Linked DNA regions of Gossypium arboreum: region 1 is linked to region 2. Evidence: chromatin contacts called from public Hi-C data. All regions are on one chromosome and are shown on one strand. Each heading gives the region's core, a stretch centred on a gene start, on an enhancer-like site or on the middle of the called end of the contact. The rest is flanking DNA. Distances are from core to core; before and after follow the strand shown. Region 1 holds the start of LOC108454626 (protease Do-like 8, chloroplastic). Region 2 holds the start of LOC108453988 (structural maintenance of chromosomes protein 4).

Region 1 (4,121 bases), core at 983-3,482, 350 kb before region 2:
CCTTTCAAAGAGTTGGACGGTTCTTTCCTGCCAAAATGACATGTATATATTTAACACATGGTAACTACCACTACAGAAGAGCCCAGAACTATAAACTATCACTGAATTCCAAAGCGAGCACAACAAAATCATTCATTGAAAATGAACCTCAGAAGGGAAGAGCACTCCAGAAGGGAGAACTGGAGGAGTTACATCTTCAACTGTCACTGAGGGATCCCCCAATGCTTGAGCTGCACATCCACAATGTATCCCGTTATCAAAAGCAAATTGCTAAAAGAACAGAGATAGCAAGAAGGAAGGAATAACATTAAACTTGAAGGCCACTCACACCACATCCTTCCAACAGCATGACTTCCATTTATTACTTTTTTTGGCTCCTTTTCAAACAATAAGGCTTTTCTTGGTAGAATGAAAAGAAAATTGGAGTAGAAAAATATAAAGATAGAAAAAGTATATTTTTTTTCCATTGGTATGCTTGGTAGGAAAGATAGAAAAATTAAAAGAAAAAAACTAATTTTCTTTCCATTCATAACTTGGTAGTGTTGAAAAATGAGAGGGAAAAAATGGAACTTTTGGCATGTTGACTCTCAAAAACTCTCTTTAAAACTTTCTCAACTTATTCCTTCGCTCAATTTTATTCTAAGCCACACTTCCCTTTTCTGCACTTTACAAACCACCTACTGTCGCCACGCTCGATGAATTATAGGTTCTACCCTAGTCTTCCTCTCCACCTTCTCTTGGTACGCTTTGATTGCTTGTTGCAACCGTTCCTCTCTCTACCAAAGAACCCTCTACAAAGTTCATCTCTCTTATTTTCTTTCTTTTCATTTTTCTTCCCTATCTAGCACACCCTTTTTTTTTTTCCAATTTTCCACTTTCTCTTTCCATCCTCCACTTTTCCACTCAACCAAGCACACCCTAAAAGTGGCTGCAAGTTCACTACAGCTACAAATTTTAATGAAAGTAAATTAAAATAGGTGACACCAGATTTCAAGTCATTTACATAAGTAAGCTTAGTTTTGAATGACAATGTACTCGCTAAACAAAATTATCAATAAAGCAGGGAAGATTTCAATATTTCAGCAGCCAACAGAAGCGGTTCATATGAATTAAGTTCTTAAAGCAGCTAAGGGCAAATTGGAGCTGAAATGTGCACACCTGATAAGTACCTTGAAGGATGAAAAGTCCAACAGGCAAAAAGACCAGCAAGAAGTACCCTCCTTGTCGCAAAGGGTATACTTTTACCTATTATTACCTCACCAAAATCGGCCATTCGTTCACTAATCATCCTAAAAGCATCAATAAAGCAATATTTAAAACAATGAACAACTAAAAAAACAGCACAAAATAAAAATGTATGTTGGAATCAATTTCTGTAACAGCAATGACAAGTATACAAATTACCAATCTTAGCCTTTAGCATTGGATTTTCAGTAAAAGAAAAAAACAGATCAATATTCATAGCTAAGTATATACATGAACATGTATTACATACAGGAGTAATTGAGTATCCACATACAGTGACAGCTGAAAATGCTCACACACATAAATGACCACATACTCATGTACATTCACATATATACGGATGCTTACATTGATACATAAACCACATTGTAATGGTGCTTCTGTACATAAATCCATACATGAATATACATGCATACACATTAAAACACAAGCACAAATACTCCTACAAATACTAGAAAAACAAATCACACTCGAATTAAATTGAACCAAAGAAAAAGTAATTAGAAGCGGTAAAAAACTGAAATTTATTAATTTCACCAAGCAAAGAGAACTTGAAAGCTAAATGGGTATAAAAGAAAATTAGCAGAAAATAGTGAAGGAAAGCGAAAACCAACCTTAAAATGGAAATGGGTTTGTGAGAAACGATTTCTTTATGGGAACCAGTGGAACATAAAGTAGACAAGAGTTCGCGACGACCCATGAGCAAGTGACTCTTAACGTTGTTGCTATTAAGGTTTAATGAGCACGAATTGCTGCAGACCAAAACTTGCATTTTTTTTGGGTTAACTGTGAACTAAGATGAGTTGCAGAAATTTTTGAGTAAAAAATAAAATAAATATTTTGTTTTGGGGTCGTCTTTGAAGCTAAGTTGCAGTATAAATGGAGTTTGAGTAGATGATGATAATCTACTATTTTTCGTCTGTTTTTTTCAGATATGGAATTACTTAATTAAAAGAACCACATTTATGTTCCAATTTCAAAAAATATCCTCTACTTTCGACAATATGCATTAGGTCAAATTTTATAAAGGGTTCTTGTATTTTTCATTTTTTACGAATTTAATCCCTCTGTGATGAATTCCAGTTTCTACATTTGGAACTGCATTTTTGTCCGAACAATATTTTTGTTTCACCTGTTAATTTATTTGAAACAGTTCTTTATTTGTGTTTAATACACACTGGAAATCCTATAACACTTAGTATGTGTGTAACTCATAAATTCGAAATATAAATGTATTTTTAAAAATAGTATCCAATAAATAATTAAACATATGATTTAAAATTAATGTTTAATAACACATAAAATTCAGTATATTATTAAAATTAACAAATTAGATTAAAAGGAAATCAAAAGAACAGACAATAAACAATGAATCGTATTGTTTGAAACTAATTAATAAGAACGGAAGAAGGTAATAAAATGTGCATAATAAAATTAAAATGTATAAAATATCAAAATAAATATTTAGTTGAGTTTTAAATTAAAGGTTTTACTAATGCAATTGACATGTGTTCTAATCTCATCGTATGCATATTTTTATTGATTTATTTACAGTGAAAAGATTAATTTTTATTATGGAAGGGTATTCTCATAATTTATTTGGTTTTTTATAAAGTGAAAAGACTAAAATACCATCCACTAATATTACTTTAAAATATCCTCAAACAATATCAATTATTTTTATTACGAAAAGGCTTATTAGTTTTTTTATGTAAAAGACTAAAATATCCTCTAATAACATTACTTATTTTTATTACGGAAGGGCATTCCCATAATTTCCTTTGATTTTTAAGTGAAAAATAAAAATAACCTCAAATAATATTAATTTAAAATATCTTTGAATAATATTACTTATTTTTATTACGAAAGTACATTCCCATAATTTTCTAACCGAGTTGGTGTCCCGTTGGCTCGTGACACTAACTTAGTCAAAGGTTTTATTGATCATATGATGAATTACAACACTAATGTGACATTTTCTTTTATTATAAGGTTAAAGTGTGCTATAAGTCTTTCTACTTTTTTCAAATTTGAAATGTAGTCATTGTACTCTTATTTTCGAAATTTTAGTCTCTACTTTTCAAATTTAAAAATTTAGGTTCAATTGTTAATATTGTTACAATTTTTCATTATAATTTTTGGTGTGCAATTTTAAAATAAAAAAAATTCACTCAATAATCATATAACCAATAAAAATAACATTGTAATAATGCTGAATTTAGTTGAATAATCACATTCTGATAATCAGAGTCAAAAGATGAAATGCAACCAATCCTATTCCTTTGCAAGACAACACACAATAAGAATAGTCATTGCTTCTGCTACTTGGATTGACCTCGTGGGGACAAGATTAGACATCTCATCAACCAAGGAACTGGAATGGTCTTTGGATGTTAAAATTAAGTGACCCGAATCCTTATTTAAATAAAATACAGTGGTAAAATAAAATAAAAGAAGAATCCATATAGAATTACACTTCTTTTATTTTATTTTAGAATAAAGTTTTTTAAACCTTATTAAATTCTATATATTTGATATTTATTAGAATAAGGTGTTTCAGTCTTACTAGAATATTGCTTTACAAGCCTATAAATAGATATAGTCTATTCCTCTTGTAATTAAATTCGAATTCAACATAGTGAATTTTCTTCTCCTCTGCCCGTGATTTTTTCCCGAAAGGGTTTTCACGTAAAAATCTGTGTGTTTTTTATTTTTTTATTTTTTATTTTTTTTTCACAAATTGGTATCCGAGCTTCCGAGTTATTCATCTCGATCACGGTAATGGCTTCTTTGAAGTATGAAATTCCGCTATTGGATCGCAATACCAGATTTGCGTTGTGGCAGATTAAAATGCAAGCAGGTCTTGCGCAGATGGA
Region 2 (4,037 bases), core at 798-3,297:
TAACCTGGGACATCGACTACCGAGGTAGGCCATGTTAGCACTGGAGGAAGATGTGAGGAGTTTGACAGTGTCGGAAGGAGACGAGAGAACTGACGGACATGGGGAACAGTTGAGAAAATGAAGCACCAAGAAGCATTTGAAGGAAATTTTCGCAGATAAGAGCGGAAACAGGAGAAATGGGGGAACAGGGCATATTAAAAGTCTGGCAGAAAGCTTCTAGAGACAGTGCAGGTAATCAAAAGGAGAGCCTCAAAAATGATAAAAAGTAATTAAGATTTTGAAAGCGATGGGGGCTATCTCAGATAACGATGCTTGGCATACGGGGTATCAAAATAGGGCCTGGTGGGCTTAGGAAAATTTGGGTTTGGGCTTGGTTTAGGTATATGTTTTAGTAGGAATAACAAGTCCTGTTTGTAGGTTTTAAGTTATTTTTTCTTCTTTTGCTATTGTAATGAATTTCATGCCGGGGCCCATTTTTAATACAAAGTCCCAGATTTTATTAAAAAAAAAAAACTACAAATTGTTGTCATTTTTCTTTAAAAGCATGCACTTTACCCTTTTTTTTTGGTAATTGTGACATGCTAGCATTTTGAGGGTACTTGCTTGGTGCTTCTTTCATAATAATATAAGCACCTTTTGTTGGGTTGAAAAAAAAACAAAAACATAATGTTAACAATTCTTGCAGGCATAAAAACTTATTTCATGTATCAATTTTAAACTTTGAATTTGTATTATTTGCTAAATCATCTCAAAATGGATGAAAAAGTTAATTTTTGTTAACTGATGACGAATCCACATGATAGCCCATATATATCATGTTTATGACATTTTGGCAATTAATTAATTTTAAATTTTTATAATTTTATACTTTTAAAAATAATTTTAATAATTTTTTGAATTTCTTAAAATTTAAAAATTTAATTTATTACTAACACGGCATCTACATGGCAATCTACGTGTATACCACGTCAAAAAATTTGACAAATATTAATTTTTTATCTATTTTAGAGTGATTTGACAAATAACATAGATTTAAAGGTTAAAAGAGACGAAAAATTAAATAAAAGACTAAATTAATTTTTTTATAAAATTAAAGAGCCAAATAAATATTTATGCCTTCTTAATATATAACTAAGTCGTAGATGAATACCATATGACCTCATTTCAAATGAATGTGATTTCTATCTCAATCATAATATTGTTTTATCATGCAAACTTTCATGAAAAGAAAAGAAAAAAAAAAGGAGAAAAGAGGATAAAGAAAGAGGAAGAAAAATGAAAGAGGAAAAGAAAACAAAAGACAAAGTTAAAAGAAAAAGAATTAAATTGTTAAAAAAAAAAGTATAGGGATTAGTTGTATAATGTAACTTGAAATTTTCATATGAAAATGATGATATTAATGCGATACTTCAATTTACTGTTATATCGATAATGCTATTTAATGGGCCAATGATTATAACTTAACAAATTGATGACATACATGACCAAAAGTATTTACCTTTTTTTTTTTTTTTTGCCAATATATTGTTTGGGAATCCAATTGGCTAAGAAAACTAGCCATGATACTTCGACTAGTGTTGGACTTTGTTCACTAATTTAGTTCTTAATGTTTACTTATTTTGTTATTTTAGTCACCAATTTTAATGGCACTATATGACGACTCACATGATAGTCCATGTATACTTTATAAAAAAATATTTTTTAAAAATTCAACAAATTATAAAAGGTTCATTTTTTAAAATATAACCACATCAACAATGAAGTACACGTGAATTGCCACACGCGTTACAACGCTAGGGCTATTAAAATCTTAATTTTCAGTGAGCTTTTCTATTTAACAAGAAGTAATTTGACTAAAATTTGAAGGTTGAGAACCAAAGCGATCCATAAAAAAAATTAGGACTAAAGTGAGAAAATGAGTAAACAGTAAGAACTAAAATTGTCATTATGCCTTAAAAAAACATAAACGATGTGTGTTTTATTTTTGCAATGTGCAAGTTTCAGAAGCTTATTAATGGTCAAAAGGGCCGAACGAAGGCCCATTTATGTTTTTTTCATTTCAAATTCCCGCTAAAATATCCCTTTTGAAATTTCGCTCAAATACTTATTAAACTTTTTCATCTTCCTTTTACTTGTTTATTCCATCAAATCGTCTCGAAGTCTCAAACCGATTCAACAGCAGCGAGTTGACTCAGCAGCCGCTCATTTCCGTATGGGGGTGGAAACGAAGGATGAGTTCGCGACTCGCGAACCAGAGCAGGCCCAAGTGGGATCTCGAGGACCGAGGTTAGTAATTAACGAGATGGTGATGAGGAACTTCAAGTCTTATGCCGGTGAACAGCGCGTCGGTCCCTTTCACAAGGTTATATTTTCTTTTATCGTTTAATTTTGATATTTTTTTTTGGTTTCTAGGAAAGTTTGGAAATTGAGAAGGAAAATTGCAAAATTTATGTAATAATTCCACGGACTCAACTTGGATTAGCTTTTCCTTTCGTTATTAGTTCATTATTTCGTTTTTTTTTCTTTTGAGAAAATGAAGAACTGAGAAGGAAATTAAAAATTACATGACTTCAACTCGAATAGCTTTCTTTTTTTTTTCTCCTTTTTGTTGTAATTTTAACGGTTTCCTTTTGGTTACTGAGAAAGCACTGGAAATCGAGAAAGAAAATTCCAGATTGATGAACATTTCAAAAATTTATATTTTCGATTACCTTTTTTTTTTTTTTTTTAATAGTTAGATGTAGAAAGTAAGCTTTTAGTTTGTTTGTTAGTAGTCTAACTCCTGCTTGGTTGCCAAGAAAAAAAATGTAAAATGATATGATAATTGCACGAATTGAATTTGAGATAATTTATTTTTTCTGTTCTTAGTGTTCCCTTCTTTTGGTTGCGAGAAAGAGGTGGAAAATTGAGTGGCAAGTTGCTAGTCTATATGACAAGTTCAAAAATTTAACTCAAATTATGACTTTTTCAAATAATTATCTTTCGTATTTCAAGTCTTAGTTTCTTTAAGTTTGTTCACTGTACTATTGAGTAGGCTAAAAAGATATCATTTTGTCCTCAAATTTTACTTTTCATCTTAGGAATTTAATATTTCTTCCACTAACTATAAAGTTTAAACTCTTTCTCTCTGTTCCCCCCGATTTCTTTTCTTGTTTCGATGAAATTTAGAGCTTTTCTGCTGTGGTTGGGCCAAATGGAAGTGGTAAAAGCAATGTGATAGATGCCATGCTTTTTGTATTTGGGAAGAGAGCAAAGCAGGTAGTTTTTATTAGCAAAATTCTATTATTTGGGTATTTATCTTCTTTTTTGTTCCTATGTAGCTACAATGGTACTTCTAATCATATACCTGGCAGTACTTTTTGAAGATTTCCCTTTTTCTATATCCTTTCGTGCTTGATTTTGCTGATCTAATTGTGCAGATGCGGCTTAATAAAGTTTCTGAGCTTATTCACAATTCAACTAATCATCAAAATCTTGATAGTGCTGGTGTTTCTGTTCATTTTCAGGAGATTATTGATCTGGTGAGTCTTTTTCATTTTGTTTTTCTTGATTTTGGGTGTAGGCTTTTCACCTAGTGACCGAGTGGTTATAAACAGAGGTTTTGGGAAGCTAAATGCTGCAATTTTTTTCTAGGCGCTTAATCTGCAAAACCCTTGAGTTTTAAACCATTCAATTTCACTGTTTTATGTCCCAATATCATGGAATTTAAGAATCTTAAGGTGGTGCTACTTTGGAACTAACTCTCTACTGACTGCAGGATGACGGGACATATGAAGCTGTTCCAGGAAGTGAATTTGTTATTTCCCGGGTTGCATTTCGGGATAACTCATCCAAATATTACATCAATAACCGTGCTAGTAACTTTACAGAAGTTACAAAGAAACTGAAAGGGAAAGGAGTTGATCTTGACAACAATCGGTTTCTTATTCTTCAGGTTCAGTATATTCAAAAGGTTTAATATTTAGAAATTTCAAGTTCTTGTTCTACTTTTATTCATGTTTTAATAGTTATTATCAGGGTGAGGTTGAGCAAATTTC

The links. A called contact is a pair of places that touch in the nucleus more often than the background predicts.
Region 1: a contact with region 2 is called in a Hi-C map of leaf, with 5 times the contacts expected there. The contact joins the promoter of LOC108454626 here to the promoter of LOC108453988 in region 2. A contact is called at or near these places in 2 of 5 Hi-C or Micro-C datasets (both in leaf).

What each region holds. Positions count from the first base shown.
Region 1 is chr9:3,778,167-3,782,287 of ASM2569848v2, reverse strand. LOC108454626 (protease Do-like 8, chloroplastic) reads right to left here and starts at 2,232. Exons shown (of 13, transcript XM_017753151.2): 1 at 1,860-2,232; 2 at 1,159-1,289; 3 at 148-230; 4 at 1-27. The coding sequence starts at 2,017.
Region 2 is chr9:3,432,893-3,436,929 of ASM2569848v2, reverse strand. LOC108453988 (structural maintenance of chromosomes protein 4) reads left to right here and starts at 2,047. Exons shown (of 28, transcript XM_017752262.2): 1 at 2,047-2,362; 2 at 3,169-3,258; 3 at 3,420-3,521; 4 at 3,758-3,934; 5 at 4,018-4,037. The coding sequence starts at 2,213. LOC108454483 (a long non-coding RNA gene) reads right to left here and starts at 283. Exons shown (of 3, transcript XR_008270658.1): 1 at 1-283.